2 separate regions of the Anser cygnoides genome follow, and region 1 is linked to region 2. The links are chromatin contacts, called in public Hi-C maps. All regions are on one chromosome and are shown on one strand. Each heading gives the region's core, a stretch centred on a gene start, on an enhancer-like site or on the middle of the called end of the contact. The rest is flanking DNA. Distances are from core to core; before and after follow the strand shown. Region 1 has its middle 62 kb from the start of ACVR2B. Region 2 overlaps ACVR2B (activin A receptor type 2B).

What was found. A called contact is a pair of places that touch in the nucleus more often than the background predicts.
Region 1: a Hi-C map of liver shows a contact between it and region 2, with 2.0 times the contacts expected there. The contact joins two enhancer-like sites. A contact is called at or near these places in 2 of 7 Hi-C or Micro-C datasets (both in liver).

Annotation. Positions count from the first base shown.
Region 1 is chr2:6,759,575-6,765,599 of Taihu_goose_T2T_genome, forward strand. No RefSeq gene overlaps it. Among named protein-coding and RNA genes, the nearest start is that of ACVR2B, 62 kb to the left of the region's middle. Within about 2 kb of position 3,892, at least 1 of the 3 cell types and tissues checked has open chromatin away from gene starts, as enhancers often do. A contact at or near this core is called in liver, where this site is marked.
Region 2 is chr2:6,644,056-6,650,261 of Taihu_goose_T2T_genome, forward strand. All of the region lies in intron 1 of ACVR2B (activin A receptor type 2B), which reads right to left. Among named protein-coding and RNA genes, the nearest start is that of EXOG, 48 kb to the left of the region's middle. Within about 2 kb of position 1,431, at least 2 of the 3 cell types and tissues checked have open chromatin away from gene starts, as enhancers often do. A contact at or near this core is called in liver, where this site is marked.

The sequences.
Region 1 (6,025 bases), core at 2,642-5,141, 120 kb after region 2:
TTCTTGTGTTTAGGAAAAAATTCAACTCTAGTTTCTAATAGAAATTATGTAGGGCAGACTAATTACTTTAAAATCATCAATTTTATCAAGCACTTAAAATTACCAACTTTAGCAGCAACTTTTGAACTAACGGGAAAAAGAGGAGGTGGGGATTATAGCACAATATGTTTGGGAAAATTCCCTATCTCACAGATCAACAACTGTAAACTTTAATTCAATTGCTTTCTCAAAAGGCTTTACAATTTCGCACACCAGTATATTGGCAGTCTCCAGTGAATGAATATGAGGATGATTCTTTTCAAAGAGTTTCCTGGAAATGCCACCTTTGGTTGATATTCTTCTTTTCCAGGAATGCTGAGAATTTACACAAAAGATGCAGTGGAGCTATACACACAGAGAAGCAAATGTATTATTCTCAAACCACTCTGCTGCTACTTTCTCACCATTTTAGGCTTTTTACAGAGCCATTCCGATCATCTTTTCATTATCAGACAAATCCTTAAGAATTTCCTCTGGCAACTCAGGCACTGCAATAAGAGGATGTTTTCCTAGAGCAAGGACGAATCAACATTAGGTGAAAGATTCAGGATTTCACCAAGGCTTTATAAGGCCAGAGAACACCAAGCTAAAGCACATGTGTCTTTTGAACTTCATTCTCCTTTCACCCTTAATGCTAGATGCAGTCCTGCTGGTTTTGTATCCATCACACCAAGAAGCAAATCTTGATGCTGTAGAGGTGCCGAACATTTGCAAATCCAGCTGAAGTCATTAAACAGGAGGATCTTAGCATTTCTGAAATTCAGGGTGTGCCTTTTATTACTTCCTCTTGCTTCTCTGTTTGTTAGCAAGAAGATCTGCAGACATGTCACATCTCCTGCATTATGCACGGGTCACAGCTCACAGGGCTGGTACCTCGGTACTGCTGTCATCTCCTCACCCAGGTGTCCCTAAAACAAATGCCCTTGCTTGGAGCAGTGATTTGGCTCTCCGGCATCCTCTAATTCATTTTCATGTGGGCTGCTTGCCTGTGCCTATATCTGAGTCTTAGTGGAGGAGAAGATGGCAGCACTGAGAAAACTGCAGCGGGACCAGGCAGAGGATGGGTGGTGGGTGGCTCTGTCCGTTGTGTAGCTCCTGCTGCTACAGGGGGATGGCAATGCCAGTGACACAGGAACCCTCCTCTGGGAAGTTCCTTTCTTCTCAGAAAGAGCAGTCAGGCATTGGGACGGGTTGCCCAGGGAGGTGGTGGCGTCACCGTCCCTGGGGGTGTTCAAGGAAAGGTTGGACGTGGTGCTTAGGGACATGGTTTAGTGGTTACATTGGTGGTAGGGGGACGGTTGGACCAGGTGATCTTGAAGGGCTTTTCCAACCCTAACGGTTCCATGATTCTATGATCTTTTTCCATTTACATCAGGGGATCTTTTTCCTAACAAAATCACTCATTTCCCCAACCCCAATGTATATTTTCTTCCCCAGCTCACCTTCCTCCAAGGAGGAAATTATTATGGTGACAAACAGTTTTCAGCACGGGTCTAGCTGAATACCAGAGTATGGGCTGAAAAACTGCATTATGCATTAAGCATTAAGTTATTTTAACAGCACTCAGAATCGCTTTGCTTCCAATCAGCTAGAGATCCAGCAATTCTCCTGCACTGGGAGCACCGGTAAATATTTGATCTTTTCAGTCTGCAGCCAGCCAGCCAAACAGGGACTGACTGTTCCACCAGCCTCCTTATTTTCTTATCCCATGCTCTTTGGGAGGATTCTTAAGTCAACAGACTCTCTCTCCCTCCTTTCTCCTCCCTCTTTCTCCCAGATAATGCTTCTCTGCCCTGATTCACATTGGTGTTAAGCTCCATTGGAGGGTAGAAAATGCCAGCCACAGATGTTGCTACAACATCGTTACACTGCATAAGCATAACTAATTCCACACCCAAAATTTCAAGGGTTGCCATATAGCTTAATGCATAGGTAAGTGTTGAAAAAGGGGTCAGAGAGCTCAAGGGAGCTCTCTGATACACGTAAATCTCTGCTTGCAGCCCCTGTGTGCTGTTTCTCAGCACTTAGAAGCACTTGTACCTCTAAGTTGTGGTAGGAGTGGCAATAATTTCCCACAATACAAATTTCCCCACAGTACAAATTTAGCAATTCATTCTCCTTTGAGTGGTCAAAAGAAGCTCGCCAACAGTAAGATTTTATAATTAAAGAGCTGGAATAAGATTCAAGAGAGCTAGGCTGATTTCTCTTCTTCAAACTTGCATAGTCTCAGGAAACACTTCAGGTTCTCCAGCCGATGCTAGCTGATATGACTACTGATTTTGAATGTTCCTCTTGACACACGTAGGTTTTCAGAAGCTGCAGAGCACCTGAAAACTTAAATCCCTGCCTGGCATCTCCAGGGATCCATGGTAAAAATGAAGAAGTTCAAAACATCCAGCCACTGAAAAAGCCACCCTACCATCGCAGTGGTTCTGCCCAGCAAAGGACTAAATACATCACTGAATTTGGACTGTGAGCTCCATGTGAGCCCATAATTAAAGTCCCGGGTTCATGCAGCGCCCTGCAGTGACCCACGCAGCTGCACTGGGAGCCCAGACCCCGGGGTGGCTTTTGGCTGGTGCTCGCTGGCTCTCCCCCAGGCACAGCTCAGGGCTTCCTGCTCCTGGCTATGGATGGGAGGCAGCTTGGACACGGCCACCCTGAGGCTAGGGGGAGAAAAGAGAGAAAATAAGAGGGTTTAACACAAGTTATGCCACTCCTCTTGGCTTCAGGATTAGGGCGCAGTCCCTTCTTGAAGTCAATGTCACAGCCACAGGCACCACCCAACATGAGGTTGAGCACAGGTTCCTGGAGCGTGTGGGACCCCAACGCACATCTAAGAGAGTCTGGATCAGGTCTTTCTCTTCAGAGAGTTGGTGCCTGGACAGACAGGAGACAGCGAGGCCAGAAAATATATCTGATCGTGATTTTAAGGTCTCTTCCTTCTTAGGAATTTCTTCTTTAATATTTGCATTTTTGCCATCATTCTTTCCACACTCTACAAACGAACAAACCCAAATATATAAATAAGTAAATAAATTAATAAATTAATTAATAAATAAAGTTCACAACCTATACCTTTCTTCGGGAGACAAAAATTTAAAAAGCTGAGAGATGTTACACGTACAGACAGCTGGTACATTCTTTTGCTGTCAGTTCTCTCCAGCAATCAATATTATGAAATGTTATGATTATTATCAAATATCATTATGTTAATTCTGAATCTGTTACGAGTCCCATCTATTGCAGTCATTATGCTTTGAATAAATGATCATCTCGGTTTTTAAAAAAAAAAATAATTAAACATATATATAAGACAAAACTCCCAGCCTAGCTATTAGCTAGAAAGGAAGATTTAGGTAGGCAGACGGATCTGCTCCTAGTGGTGTTCAGTTTGATAAATTGTGGCTTTCCTCCAAATAGAGGCAGAGTTCAGTATTTCACACCATGACAGGTTCTCTCTGTACTTTGTGGATAAGGTTGCTTGGATCAGAACCAAGCTCGCAGCGATTCACGAAGGTGGTAGAGTTTCCAAAGGAGCATGTCTTTATTGCATTGTGGTGCTGCTTCCTAGAGGCTCGGCTGAGCCCCGAGCCCTGTTGTGTTAGGCACTGCGTAAACACGGAGGAAGACGCAAAACAGTGAAGAGTGGTAAGGAACAAAGCTGCATGGAGAAGCTGGAGAAAGACCACAGCTGGGCTCCTGATGCCCAGTCCCATGCTCTGTATCTAGCGGACCAGAGTGTTTCATACAACCTCTCAGAGCTCCAGCAGATAAACACGATGAGCATTGCAAGGGCAACAAGAACATGCTGAGTTATTTGAGCTGCTGCAGTTTAGGGGTTCAGAACCATGGGAACCAGCAGAAAGGAATTTTAGGAAATCATCAAGGGCAAAGGCTGCTCTCCCAGAGCTTTATTTCATCACCACTAAGGATCTGGAGGCTCGCACCGTTGTGTCTGCAGCCCTCCAGCTCACCTGGATTTCATTTCACACTTAAAGCTCAGCTGTGCCGTGTCAGGAGGGTGGTGGAACAAGGGGCTGGCAGCTGATTTATGGCTTTGCGGTGCAGAAGCCAGGTGTAGACTTGCCAGGGGGTTAGGGGCTGCTGGCCCCCTGCTCTAGGGCTTGTTGCAGCAGGATCCCTCCCGGCCACGTGAGGCAGGAATGCCTGCACAGCCTCCCTGTAGCTCTGTGCTGCATCCACTGCTCACAAGCTGGATGAATCTTGTGGTCTTCTGGTTATTTGCATGCCAGTGCAGGAAGAACGCAGAGGGCAGAGCTGAGATTTGCTCCAAGTTTGGGATTTGCGAGAATGCCAGATTCAGAGATGCTCCAAAGGGCAGACCAAGGGTGAAGGCACAAAGGTTAAACAAACAAAAATAAAAGTGTTTGCATCAAACCCTGCAAACAAAAACCACCCAGCTAACTCCAGCTCTGAGATGCAAGTATGAGGCTGGCTTCTCAGGATTAACAAATATATATATACACTCTGCTATTTCAGACAGAGAACTAAATAAAGCCTTTCCTGCTCTTCTTGTCTCAGATGCTAACGAAATTAATGGCTGCGTTTTTTTTGGCCGACGATTCATTAGCCTCTTTTCCCTGCTCCCTAAACCTTCGTAAACACAAGCCAAAATCCTCCCTGAGAGAGATCTCGACTACAGTCAGGTTTTGCTTCTCTCCGGGCTGGTGTGAGATTATAATGCTTCTCAAGGTGTTCCCTTCCTCATAATGAAGCTCCATCTGTTCTACAGATGGTAAAGATCACAAGAACCAGCACTAAATATCCCTCCCCCACCGAAGAGTTTTTTACCTTATGGTAATGTTGCTCTTTGTTTTCCCTGGTTTTCCCAGGAGCAGAGGCGCGTGTTGCAGAGCACAGGGACTCGCCTATTGCCCCAGCTAGCCCACGCGATGGTGGCTGCCCCTGAACGAGGAAGGATTCATAGATTTTGGCTGGGGTTGAGTCAGAGGAACAGCTCTCCAACTGACTTTTCAGGAAACTCTGCTCCCTGGCCACCTCTGAAAACTCCAGCTGTATTTTTCATCCCAACACCCCTTGACTGCCACTTGCACCAGTCCCAGCTTTGCCCCCCAGTACATAACTCTCCCTTTTCTTCTACCTTTTGCTGTCATGTACTTTGCTTTCAGGGCAAAATAAAATCTGCTGCAGGAAGGGTCTGCCATTGGAAGCACAAAGAGAATTCAAGAGGTCAGGTCCCAAAGGACAGGAAAAAAATTTATAGGTCTTCGCTGCTCATTTCTGTGTGTGTTTGGCTTGGGAACAAAAGGATTTTTCTTCGGATATCTGCACGAGAATTTGAGCCTGTGAAGCACTCAACGGGGGTGAGCTGCTGGACATGCTGCCAGGCTCTGAATTTTGGCCTCCTCTGGTGTAACCTATCTGAGCACCAGAACCCAAAGCACAGAAAGTGGAGTCACCTTCAATGATCTTCCCCTCCATGCATAATCCAAATAATTGGATTCACCTAGCTAGATAAACAAGTTTTAGCTCTGCAACAGGATAACTGCACTGGATCTTTAGACAATCCTCTAAGGTAGCTGGCAATGGACTAACTTCATTTATGTGGTTTAACATTTGCCTAACAGAAAATACCACTGCTTTTCTCTTCTTGACAGGTAGATAATCCTAAGAGGTTTGACTGCCATATTAACATCCAAACCACAAATGATAGGTAATATGAAAAGCTGGATTTTCTGACACACACACAGTCTTTACATCTGCTTTCTACATCGGAGCCAGAATTAGTTCTAATGCTGTGTTTGTATTAAAAATGTGGATTAATGGAGCTCAGCAAGAGTGCTGAATTAGCTCTTCCTGTCTCCAGTGGCTTTGGACTGCATCTCTCCATGCAGAGACAGATGTGTAGCTTGTTATTTTCTGTGCTTTGCACTTGAAAAAACTGCGGCTTGGGACTAAATCAACAGTTGCTTGTTCAAAAGAAGTGACTCCAAACATCTAT
Region 2 (6,206 bases), core at 181-2,680:
GGGGCTAGATGAAAAGCAAGGATTTCTGTTGGATGTGTATTGTAGAGCATAGTATTGAAATAAGGAATACGCCTGGTGGGCCACCACCACCACTGTGCCACCAAGCCCAGTTCTCAGTGAAACCACCCAGCTGGTTTTGCTAAGATAAAATGAGCTGTTCCCTTATGGCCAGGAGATGTCACAGGGCTGTAATGACTCCAGTAACCTAGGATCCTGCAGGACTTCACTGCTACCCCCACCAAGGACTTCAGCTGCAGCCCTGGTCCTGTCCTCCCTCTGCTCTTCCCTTCTACCTCCTCCAGTTCTGCTTGTTCCCCACCAGTGATGTCGAGATGGATGGACACCTGAAATCCTCCCCTTCCAGGGCAGGAAAGCCTGGGTAACTGCTCTCTTTTGCAGCAATGAAGGGGGTTGTGGTTTTGAGTGACCCATGAAACAACCTTGTAGGGCTTCTTCCAACTTGCAGAAGCAATTTATACGAAAACCCAAAAAGCCAAGGGAAGTTTCACCTCATTCCCACCACATCCAGAGCCAGCTCTATGACCACTGCAGTGGGTGCTGGGATGGGTGCTGTTTAGCACCCAGGCTTTGAGCCACCCTACAGGGCTAAGAGGAAAATATTGTAAGTCTTAGTTTGGGTAATTCCCAGCCTGGGTGTAGAAATAGCTGAAGTACACCATCACAACCCCCCCACGAGAAGGAAAAAAACAAGGGAAAAAGAAGAAGTGTAGAAATAAAAAAAAAAGGCAGATTTTCTATTTTGAAAAGCAAAATGTGGCATCCTGCATTGCTTCAAAGTCGGGGACACGGTAGCCGGAGGAGCCCCACAGCCGCACATGGCATTTCTGCTCCAGCAAGGCCGGAGTGCCTTGAGAGTTTTGCAGGCTGCTCGCCCTCGACTGGGAAGCAAAGGTGCTGTTATCCCTCCCTCCTGGTCCTCAGGCGTGACTGACACATCACCTGCGAGGGATTTTCTACATCATGGGCTCCCTCTTCAAACTGCAGCCCACGACTGCTGGTTGCAATCGCTCGGTGCTTTGTGCACGCACGGGGCGATTGCAGCAGAGCTGTTCAGGCACGGTTCTCCCATATATCTGCTAGCAAACACGCTTATCCTGGAATAACATTTCTTTTTCCAATTTAGCCTCCTGGATACATTGCAATGACACAAAAACAGATTAAAAATTAATCTCTGCTCCAGATTAGGAATATCCACATTGGCGCAGCCATTTAGGAGTAGCTATTACACATTACATTTATATCGCATTTTATTTTCAACAGCACATCTGACCAAATCGTTAGCAGCTACTGCTTAAAAGCTGCAGAGCTCAAGAGCAGGAAAGCTAATGAATTCCTGCAAATAGTTTCTGTATGCAGGAACTGGTAACACTTTAAACCGGGTAGGCAAACACAGGGTGTGCTGAGCGAGAGCGTTACAACAGCAGTCCAAAGAGCATTTCCCAGCGCAGCATTCAGAGTTTCTGGCAACAACGCTTTCTGTCACATACGTGCTCGGGTTTCCCTTTCCAGAAAACAAAACCGAGGTGGGATGGGGAGAGGGGAAGCACTCGCAGGTCACTGCTGAGATGTGGGGCTGTGCGAAGCTCGCTGCAGCGGTGGCACTGCAGCTCACGCAGCCAGGTCCCCGTGCAGCGGTGGTGCTCCCGCTGAGATGCATCGAGCACATCACTTGAGGCTACCTTGTATAGCTAGGACAAGCTAAATTAAGGCCAGAGCTAATTAAAAACAAAGTACACAGCCCTTGGGCTTTTTTTTTTTTCCCCCGAGTCTTCCCAACACTTCTAAGAGCGCTGTTTCCCTGGGTTAAGGCTCTCTCTGTGACTCACCCTGCCGCATTTCCAGGCATCACAACAAACCACACAGAACATTTCAGGTCACCAGCTTCGAGCGTGCAAGCACCCAACTGCACCCAGTGTTTTGGTGCTGGGAAAACCAGAAAGCTGCTTCCCAGAGCTTATCCGCGTGGGAAACCCCACTCCCAGCTCCAGGGATGCTGGCTGCAACTTTCTGGCATAAAAACAGAAGGTCCCTAAAGACAAAAAAAAAAGAAGAAGCCCAAAATGAAGGCGCCCAAGAGGCTTTGGATCAGGGTCTTTCACTTCTAGCCATTGTCGCTATAGAGGGAAGACAGACGAAGAGCTGCTGTAGAACTGAGGTACGAAGCCTCCAGGAATCCCAGCTATCTGCTGCACACAAAATCTTGGTTTCAAAGAGCAGCAGGCAGCCCGATCAAAGCACATGTGCAAGTCCCCCCAGACCCGAGCAGTTCCAGGAGGGGTTTCGCGAGGCCCTCGGCAGATATCTCCCCTTGCAGGGCTGAGTCAATACCGAGTGCTTTGGGGAAATCCCGCCTCGCAAACTATCTGCCTAAGGGACAGGGGGAACAGAGCGTGTCACAGCAGTGCTAGAAAGCAAGTGACTCTTTCTCGTGCATTTCAATGCACAGTAAAGCCCAATGAAGCTGCAATATGATTTCTGGGGCACAGCAGGAATCCCAAACTCAGTGCATCCTCAGTAGGAGATGAGGAATTGACATATTTTTTCACAGAAGTTCTATACAGCAGCCAGATGTGCCTCCCAGGTACCTTCTCCCCATGAAACTCTCCCATCTTCACCCCCATTTCCCTAAGGTGCAAGATTTCTACCTCCCGACCTTATTTCCATTCCCCATTTACAGATGCATGACACAACTTCTGCACGGTTCCTCTTGGAAGCACACCGCCTTATCTGGCTGGAATAGCAGGAGAGCTCGAGCAGACGGTTTTCAACTCAAACGCCAGCGTGGATATTAGATTTCACCGCAGCCAGATTTCTTGGTCCCAATTCCTTCAGCAGAGCTTCGCCTCGGTAGCAGCCGCCGCTGCCACATCCCGGGTATCCCCGGCGGATTTGGAACCGATGCGCCGAGTATCATTTCTCTCCTCAGCCAACCGTGCTGTTTGCAGCTCTGCTGAATGCTAAGCGATCTGAGGGGCTTAAGCAGACTGTTATCTGGGAAGGGATGTTAAGCCCGAAGAGCACCCCGCAGAAAAGAGTCAGGAATCCAAGGATACAGTCCCGCTGTCCACGCACTGCAGAGGGCTCAATTAGTGCATCACAGCTGCCTCGACAACCTCAACGTCTGCAAAATCTAAAGGCCGTCGCAGTAAGCTGCTGGGTGACTCCTTCGGGCAGCTGAACGCTTCCCCGAATGGTCAGCCTGTGGCTGGGGATCAAGAAGAGTCTTCCAAGCACACAAACACGCCACAAACCCTGCTCACGGCAGCATCTCTCTAACTCAGGTTGACCAGGGGATGGAGTAAGTTTGGCAGGTTGAAGTTTAGCCCTGCTTTTAAAACATACTTATCAGAAAGAAAGTGAGAAATACGCATCCTGCCCTCCGAAGTGAAACATTCAGGGGATTAAGGCAGGTGGCTCAGGTAGAAACATGCTTCATTTCATCCCAGAGCACCTCTTCCAGCTGGCCTCGTGCAGTGCCACGGTTACCCCAGCCGTGGGGGCATGGTGTGGTCATGAACCAGGTGCCAACCAGGCTGAATTACGAAGGAGGGCTGTGCCACAGGTGGCTCCAGCAGAGCAGACACATCCCTCCCTGGTGCACTGCCCATGAGCTGAAGGAGACCTAACCACAGCTTTGGTGCTTTCCACGTGGCTATTTCATGGGGTAGGGCTCATTCATTCCCTCTGCAGCCACCACTCCTGTGTCCCAAACCCAAACCACGTCCCACCTGCATGCAGGAGCAAGGTAAGAGAAAGGAACAGAAAGGGATGGGAGTAGATGAGCAATCTTCTTTTTTTTTTTTTTTCTTTTCCCAACCAGAACAAACCTCCTCCATCATTAGCGATGGTAAGGATGAGGATGCATTTACACCCTCAGCCACACAACCGCTCTGCTTCAAGAGGATGAGAGGTGCAGAGGGTGAGAGAGAGACACAGTCCTCGAGAAAGAGATACTGCCCTTGAAATGGTGGCTGCAGTGATGTGTGGCCACGAGACAAAGCCTACCTGGAAGGACATCGGAACAGCAGGAGCCCAGGCACTACCACGCAGTGACACAACAGCATTTTCTAACGGGACAGAGCCCAAGCAAGGAGGCTGTCCATGTCTGTGAGTAACACCAGGCAGATCGTCATGGCAATTTAGACAGAAGCAAGCCCCAGTTTGCGGGATTTCTCCCCAAAGCAAAAAAAATCTGCCAGGTTGCTGGCTGCTATGGATGCTCCAAAGCCAGACCCCGCTTTACCTTCGCCCTAATAAAAACCATGCTCCTTTTTCATTAACATTAAAACATTCCTGACCACAAACGCCCGTTCTCAATTTCATTTATAGCATACTTAGATTGAGAGTCGCTGGCCAAACAAAAGCCATTAGTAGTCTAGTGCTCAGAGCACTGGGAGGGCTGATCTCGCCGTATACTGTGAAATGCAGATAAATCATTCCCATATTTTAAATGCAATCTCCTTCACCTTTCACATTTTATTTTTTTATTTATTTAGCCGGAACTAAATGCCAGTGGCAGGTGCTGTTACAAATGGTATTTCACATTTCACATTCGCCAGTCGATGGATGGATGCTGCGTTAGTTCGCCCCTCGTCACCAAAACTGAGTTTTGGCCAGGACAACATGCAGATACACCTCAGGACAAGTCACAAGCTCAGGGTATGCTATCTGGCAACCATAAATCACCGAAACAAAAGATTTCTGCTGGTTTTTCCTTCTGCAAATACATTTCATCCTACTTTTTGTTGATTAAAAATGAGGCGGCGTCCATGTACCAGAAGAGCCTTCTCTCACCAGAAGAGCCTCATTCCTTGCCCACAAGCAGCCCCAACACATTAGGTACCGTAGATTAAACTGCAGCGAGCATTAGAGAAATTAATGTAAAGGCAGCTCATATCCATAATAGGGGAAGAATAAGCCCAGATAGAAGCAGCACATCTGCTCCTAGCATCCTCAGTGTATTCTTCAAACAATGGAAAGAAAAGCCTAGAGAAGCACTGACCCTCACTTCATTCAGAGAGTGCCCCTGCTCAATTCATGAAAGTTTGCCTTTCCTTTTCAAGTGAAAAGGCCAGAAGAATACTTGGGAAACCAAAAGATCGCTTGAAAAAAAAAAAATTCATTTTAACTGCAGGAGGCTTCAAACCATCAAACCCCATAAACTTTATTTAAAAGATTTACAGCAAAGTAGTGTGCTGGGAATTTCATTTTTTTTTTCCTTTCTGGGTTTTTAGGGAGCGAAGCAAATACAGTAGTTTTTTTTTTTTAATCAATCCTTCCACAAAGAGATTTACGACACTAATGTGCTGAAGCATAAACTGATACAGTGACAAACCCCCTTTCTCCTTAAATGTGCTAATAAGGTTGATCCTTTCTCCAAAGCTTTGTTCTTGGGAGGTTTCTGCAATGAGTTCACGTCTTTCACCGGCACAGAGCCCTTCTCATGTGGAAATCATCGGGCTGAATGCATTCGCTGCCTCATCTGCCCCTCCGCATCAGGTCTCAATTGGGGTTGGGGTGGTGGGCGAATGACCGGCCAGCAATGGGGAAAAAAAAAAAGGAGAAAAATAAAAAGAAAATGAGGGGAAAAAAAAAAGGAGGGAAGGGTTATTTTTACAATGCAAAGTAAGGCGCTATTTAAAATGATCTGTCTGGGACCGGGAGCAGCTAGCACACGGCGTAGCCCTCCTCGCGTACAACTTCCCAGCGCCTTAGTGAGACAAACAAGGGGCGAATTTTCCATCTATCAGGGCAGCAATAACCCCACACCAGAGACTTAAGAAGACTAATGGAAACACTAAACTGAAATTACCTGCAGAGGTGAAAAGCCTTCGAGACTCCCCCTTCTCGCCCTGCACGACGGAGGCTTGCAGCACTAAACTCTTGCACTGACGGGGGTGGAGATGCTCCATCCTGCAGCCGCGCAGGGGCAGCCCATCTCAGCACCCTCAGCCCATCTCAGCACCCTCAGAGGGTGCTGCTTTTGGAGGCAACCACAAAACCGGCAGCCTCCTCCAGCCCACGTTGAAGATAGCAGCCCAACAGCTCAAGCCTGCATCCATTTTCCGGTGCACGGGGAGGCTAACAGGGATTTTAGCTCCCCTACCACCCCAGGGACACTTCGGAGATGGGTTTGAAGCGCCTCTGGTCTTCAGCACAGCACCGGAGCAGCTCAAAATTCTCAA